2 separate regions of the Sus scrofa genome follow, and region 1 is linked to region 2. Evidence: chromatin contacts called from public HiChIP or PLAC-seq data. All regions are on one chromosome and are shown on one strand. The core of a region is the stretch at or near the end of the contact, and the rest is flanking DNA. Distances in the headings are between cores, read along the strand shown. Region 1 overlaps NRIP1 (nuclear receptor-interacting protein 1). Region 2 has its middle 170 kb from the start of NRIP1.

Region 1 (3,626 bases), core at 546-3,045, 140 kb after region 2:
CTGTGCTTCATGATTTAAATATATTCCTTGTTTACCTCATTCATGTTCACATAATAAAAAAGCAAGCTGCTATATCTGGCAAATCAGAGTTTGATAAGAATCTTGTTTAGGTAAGCACCTTAGTAATTTGCACACATGAACAAATGCTAACTAACAGGCAATGGATTTTCCTAACTCTCCTTTAAAAAAAAAAAAAAAAAGGAATATATAAAGAAATACACTCCAAAGAACTTACAGGCAAATATGCAGATAAAAATTGATGGTGTGCTCAATGAAACAACGAGGATAATTCATATCTACTGTCAATTTGGTTTCAAATAAAAGTAACATAAATGCTTGCTTAATTACTAGAGATCTGCAGAACTCTCTCACGAGATAGCCTCATGGGTCACAGAGGCCAACATTCGCCATGACTGGCCAAAAGTGCAATGAGAAAAGCCTAATTAATCTTAAAGAGCAAAATTTCTTTGCCTAATAAATAATTTTTTATATTTATTACATTGTACTTTATCTGACAAAATTATAATTCAGTTTTCTCAACTACCTTACATTATAGCTAGGACACATTTTATCAAATAATATCTACTTCTTGGACAATTTTTAAAAGCTTTTAAATAAATTAGAAATAGTGTTCTAAATCAAATTTTCTACCAACGTATTTCGTGAGTACGTATAATATGAAGGGTACTTCACAAGGTACTTCTCAGCATTTTATGTGATACACATAGACTGAAAATCTTAGCTGTGTGTAGCATTCTGTTAAATACAAATAAGTGCAATAATCTGGTGAAAAGACATCTTGGACTCATTCCTTTTCAAAAGAAAAGCCACAGCATCCCGATAAACTCACCTAGAATATACTGTACTGATCTTTCTCCTGACCTGGATCACCACTGAATGATATGCCTGAGCATTAACTATCGGCTGCACAAGACTGACGAAGCTGGGGGAGGATAACCTATTTATTAATAACACGTCTTTAGTCTTTAGAAGGATAACTAACCACATCATGTTCAGAGGAAAGAGACATGCACTAAATCCATTATCAATGGATTCTGTGGTGTATTTCTTTTTTTAATGTCTATTTTTAATAAAACATAGAGCTTCAAAATTCAGGCACTAACTCAAAGAATAAATATATTTAATATGCAATTTTTGAAACTAAAATACAGTGGGCATTAATATGTAATTTTTGAAACTAAAATACAGTGGGCATTACATCAATGTATAAATGCTTCTTTGAATACTCTCTTAAAATTTATTCCAGTCTTTTGCCATATTTGTTCAATGGAACACAAAATATCCACTCCCCTCCCAAAATAAACTTTGTTTCCACATTTTGTATTCTCTCCTTGTTGTTTTCTGAATGTATGTATTAAAAAAGCCATTTCCTGTTATTAATGGCCAAAGTAATCCTTTAAAAATATATATACTGATCTGTCTTCAAGAACTATTTATATACATGTTTATCTGACATCTCAAATTTAATATGGGAATAACTGAGTCCCTGTTCTTGCAAATCTCAAATAAATCAACTCCATTCTTTTAATTGTTCAGGTCCAAAATCCTGGTTGCCATCCTAGATGCCTCTCCTCCTCTCATATCCAATTCTTCAGCACATGCTGTGGGCTTTGCCTTAGAAATATCCAGAATCCTACTACTTGTTGCTGCTCCCGTTCACGTCACCATCATTTCTCCTCAATTATTACAACAGCTTCCTAACCTAGACTTCTCTGCCTGTTAGGTCCATTTGACACAACTGTCAAAGTGATTCTGTGCCAATATTACAGAGACATTGTAAAAAACTGTCTGGTGGCTTCTTCCCCCTCTGACCTCACTTCCTGTGACCCTGCCTTATTGACCCCACTCCAGCCACAGGGTCTTGGACTAGAATACTCTTCTCCCCAGCGAGCTGCATCACCAGCTCCACACCAACTAAGCCTTTACTCAAGGCACCTTCTAGATGAGACCTTCCCAGGACATAATCTGAAATTTCATGCACAGCCTAACCCAGAATTGCCATGCTCCAATCTTTGTTTTAATTTTTATTTAGCACTTGCTAATAAGATATCATCAAATTGAACTTTATATTTTTGTTTCTCTCACCAATAAAGTGTAAGGTTCTTCTCTCTCGGTTACTGCTCTATCCTCAGGGCCAAGATGAACTGGAATACAGTAGGCATGCATTAAACATATATTGAATCAATCAAGGCACAACTGACCTATATTTTGTGATCTCATAAGAAAACTTACAGCAATTAACAAAACCGTGAACTCCCTTAGCTGTGTCAGTTACGTGGCGACCTTCTGAAAGACAAACCTCCCTCTTTCTTACTTGATGGCAGAATGTTCATGCTTTTTATACCCTTAGGAGGTGAATGTCCATTAGGTCAAAACACTTAAGACAAATAATGTTTATTTGGCCAGAAAGGGGTTTAGGCACAGGCATATGATGAAATTAAAGCCAATGAAGTCTAGTAGAAAATGTTTTCCCCACTTAAAAAAAAAAAAAAAAAAAAAAAAGCATGGAAAAATAGCTATCTTACAATCACAAAGTGACATTGTCAAAACACTCGGATGGCAGAGAATATGGAAAATACTGTATGGGTCCTTGATAACATCATTATGACAATTAATTAACCACCAGTACTCTAAATTCCCTGTTGGGTGAGATACACTCTTTATTGATATACTCTTTATTGTTTAAGCTATTTTAGTAATGCTTTCTATTACTTATATCTTGATAACACAGGAACATTTTTCAAATATTCAGTTTCACGAAATGTGTTAAGTCAAATTAAAATGAAGATAGATGTCCGGTGGTTTCCCCTTTTTCTATCCTGAATGCTTAGAGAACACATCATATGACAATAAACAAGATCTTTCAATGTGATCAGTTTTTCTCATAGGAATAACTATACAAACACTGCGTTTGTTCTTAACTAAGAACTGAAAATAAATATATGACCAAAGCCAAGGCATTCCAAACACAGAGCTTCAAAATACTTCAAATAATAAAATGATATGCCTAACAAGATTCTGCAAAATGATCGGTAGTCACCCAAAGAAGGAGAGAGAGAAAATTAGGTGGTAAGAAGGGAGGTGGGGAGGTTTTCAAGGTCAAATCAAATCAGATGGAGATGTAAGTAAAATAATTCTGTTTGCTTTGTGTGGGTACAAGGCAGTTGTGGGACACTCCATTCCTCCCATTCATCGGGACGGACTGGAAGGGAAGGGGGTTGGGAGTCAGTAATGGTTTGAGTCCAAGGGCTAAGAGTCATCATGTTTTGATTTTTAACTATAAGCTAATCCATTAGTCCGTAACAAAGTCAAAACTATTTGAAACTTAACTCTTCATGTTCTCAATATAACAACCTACGAAACCACAGTGCCTTTTTATAAAAGTCTTTTACAGTGAAAATTCCTATAAAGTCAAGTCCCTCTGCCATTAAACATTTACTTCAGAACTAGTGGAACCAAAACAGAGGATATAAAAAACTAACTTTATATAGGATAAACTTTTCCCTATTCTTAATATAATACCTATAGTATATAATAACTATATGGTTAGCAATCTTTTATTAGTTGTCATTTTGATGAATTGCAGCTCTTTAAAAAAATTATAG
Region 2 (3,316 bases), core at 17-2,516:
GGTCCTTGTAGAAGAGGATGTGAGGATATCTTGTTAAGTCAGCTATCAGCTCCATAGCCAGACTTTTAAGACAAAAGTTAACAACGAAAACTTATTTTAGTTCCTCAAATGAAGGAAGGAAGAAAAGCACTTTGTTCCTGATTCATAAAAAATGTTGTTTAAATATAAAGAAAACTTTAATTTGTGGGTGGATATAAACAGTGTTACTGCGTCTTTAACTTGTATTCATATTCTCAACCAAGAATATGGAAAATGTATGTCTATATGTATATATTTAGTTCCAAACTTAGCATTTAAAGGCAGTCTTTGCACGTTATTTATATCTTTTTAAATTGAATATAATATTTATTCAGATTTTTTTTTTCTTATTCAATCTTCAATGAAGAAAAATACCATTTTCTTCCTGGGGAAGCAGAGATTTCACAATGACTTTAATAAAATCAGTTTCACCACTAGATATAGAATATTTCCCTAAGGGTCACAGAAAGCTGAAGTTGATTTTTGTCTTCATCAAAGCAGACAAGTTGCTAAAGGAAAGAATAGGTATGAGAATACTTCCCACTAACTGAACCAGGAGAGAGGAATGAATGAGATGAACTTTACATACTCACACACAGAGTCCTTTTCTCCTCCTCTATCTCTTGCTCTGCTGTCTCCTCCACACCATCCACTATTGCAGACACACTAAGTTACCACAGCTCTGATGAGAAATACTGAAACTTGAAGATAAAAAAATTTGAAACATGCAAACATAGTATTATTCAACATCTTTGCAGATGATTTTATTACCTTAAGGCTTCATGGTTTCTTTGTCTCCTCTCTCTTTTTCACTTATCTGCGTGCATTTAGCTATGGGCTTGGATCTCTCTCGCACACATTCACCTAGAGAGGCATACACATGGATACCTGGTGTGGATGTCTTACTGAAGTGAGTAAAGTGAAAGGCCTGGATCCATTAAATCAATATCGTTTCCTGATATCGAAAATAAACAATAGGGGAGAGCAATTTAAATGAATATGAGGATTCTACCCAAACCTAGTACACTTGATCCTTGAACCACATGGGTTTGAACTGTATAGGTACACTCGTACTTGGATTTGTTTTTGTTTTTTTTTTTCTTCAGTAAATATGTACTACAGTGCTACACAAGCCACATTGGTTGAATCTGTGGATGCAGAACCTTGGGAAGGGGGACTGTGAAGTTATACTCAGAGTTTTACGGGAAGGAGTTCAGTCTCCCCTAACTCCACATAGGTTAAGGGTCACTGTAATGAGGAGACACATAAGAAGCTTTCTTTTATCACTTCCTCATGCCAAAAACAGAAATGGGAAGTATGGCACATGTGAAAAAAAAATTTTAAATATAATGGTTCCAGTTTCAAATTTCATCCCAATAAATGTAGATATAACAACTTTCATCTAGTTCTTTACTCTGGATACCAAATTCCAAAGATTCAAAGTCTTAAGTTTTTTCTGAATAAAAATATTTTTTCTCCCTTAGGGCTAAGCCCTATGGGTAAGTAAAGAACTTGTAAAACTGGTTTCACCAGCAGACTCTAAAACCTTCATGCCCTATTTACCACATTAGAAGAAAGCAATGTTCTCTTTTTTTCTCATTCTTGTTTTAGCCTGAACACATGGCTTTTTCTGAAGCCGTGCCAGGTTCAGGTCAGATACTGTTAGGGCAGTACGACTGTGGGTTACTGCATACACTTGCCCCATGGTTTCACCTGTGAGAGACTCTTAAAGTTTCTATCTGACCCTGTTTTCAAGTGAAGGTGTCTGTGTGAGCACTTCTGGAAGATATTAAGTAGTTGCATCATCAACAAGTGTTGGTGATGCTTATCTCTCTATTTCTCTGGATTCTAGCATCAAGACTTTTTGAGATGACCCACTAAGATAAAATCTAAGTGACAAGAGTTACAGAAAAAAAGGACACAATTTGATTGGAAAAGACTTAAAATGTGGAGGTTGCTTTCTGCAATATGTGTCCTTGGTGACTATTTGGGGGGTTTTTTGTTTGTTTTTTGTTTTTTGTCTTTTTAGAGTCATACCCGCAGCATATGGGTGTTCCCAAGTTAGAGGTCTAATCGGAGCTGTTGCTGCCAGCCTACACCACAGCCACAGCAACACCAGATCCGAGCCTCTTCTGCAACCTACACCACAGCTCACGGCAATGCCAGATCCTTAACCCACTGAGCGAGGCCAGGGATCGAACCCGCAACCTCATGGTTCCTAGTCAGATTTGTTTCCCTGTGCCAAGACAGGAACTCCCAGGGTGACTGTTCTTACAGTGATTATTTTGGTCTCCTGGCTAAATTCTTGGTGTTTGACTCACTGTAGTGAATAGCGAATCAAACACAAAGAATTTAGAATTCATTAGCTGGTGCTAGCTAATGAGCTGAGAATATTCAATAAAGACTTTGTGTAAGGACTTCCTGTTGTGGCTCAGCAGGTTAAGAACCTGACAGAGTCTCCATGAGAATGAGGGTTCAATCCCTGGCCTCACTCAGTGTATTAAGAATCAGGCATTGCCGAAAGCTGAGCCGTGTAGGTCACAACCATAAAAATAACTTGAGGAAAGATTAAATGATTGTCTTAAAAAAAATTTATGTAAGAAAAAAAGGGAGGGTGTCCTCGTTCAATTTTTAAAATGTTTTTAATCTACTCTTATTTCTGAGGAAGTGAAGACATCTCTGTAGTTCAACCCTTGCCTCCACACTTCCTCCTCCACCCTTGGCCTACCTCTCTTTCATTCTTCTCTCCTGTCTCCTAAGCTTCTGCCTTGCCATCAAATAGATGACAGAAAGGAGGCACACAGTCAGGGCTTGATACTTTTCAGTCTCATCATCAGCCGCAACTTAAATGCTCTTAAAATTTTTTCCTAGTAAAATCAAGTGGCCGTCTATATTAAGTAAGTAGAGTAAAGTACTGAATAAGTAGCCCTGAAAATGGAGTTGAAATAAAATACAAATGGATATATCTCTCAAGTAACAATCTGAGTGGGAAGGGAGATGGTGGGAAGGCTCTGCTCCACTCAGTCATGCAAAACTCCAATCCAGAATGAGGCCAGTCCTTCCCTCTTCAACATGTGTCCATCTTGACATCACCCCTGGGAAACGAAAAAACAAGCAAACAAACAAAATCCAAATACTATAGAAGTGAACCTGCAGTGTTTCGAAGCAAGTCTCAAATGGCATCTTTAACTCTTGCTCATACTTCGTGGGAGAGAACTTAGTCATGGCCACAGCCAGCTGCAGAGGGAGCAGGAAAACAAAGTCCATGGTTGGCCAGCTTTGTCCCAGTAATGACACT

The links. HiChIP or PLAC-seq counts read pairs in DNA pulled down with a chosen protein or histone mark.
Region 1: a contact with region 2 is called in an H3K27ac HiChIP or PLAC-seq map of alveolar macrophages. The contact joins two enhancer-like sites. A contact is called at or near these places in 1 of 47 Hi-C or Micro-C datasets (liver) and 1 of 2 datasets of contacts at active chromatin or transcription factors (alveolar macrophages).

The regions. Positions count from the first base shown.
Region 1 is chr13:179,882,411-179,886,036 of Sscrofa11.1, forward strand. The region is part of intron 2 of NRIP1 (nuclear receptor-interacting protein 1); the gene reads right to left. Among named protein-coding and RNA genes, the nearest start is that of NRIP1, 32 kb to the right of the region's middle. Within about 2 kb of position 1,796, at least 1 of the 83 cell types and tissues checked has an H3K27ac peak or open chromatin away from gene starts, as enhancers often do. A contact at or near this core is called in alveolar macrophages, where this site is marked.
Region 2 is chr13:179,744,090-179,747,405 of Sscrofa11.1, forward strand. No RefSeq gene overlaps it. Among named protein-coding and RNA genes, the nearest start is that of NRIP1, 170 kb to the right of the region's middle. Within about 2 kb of position 1,267, at least 6 of the 83 cell types and tissues checked have an H3K27ac peak or open chromatin away from gene starts, as enhancers often do. A contact at or near this core is called in alveolar macrophages, where this site is marked.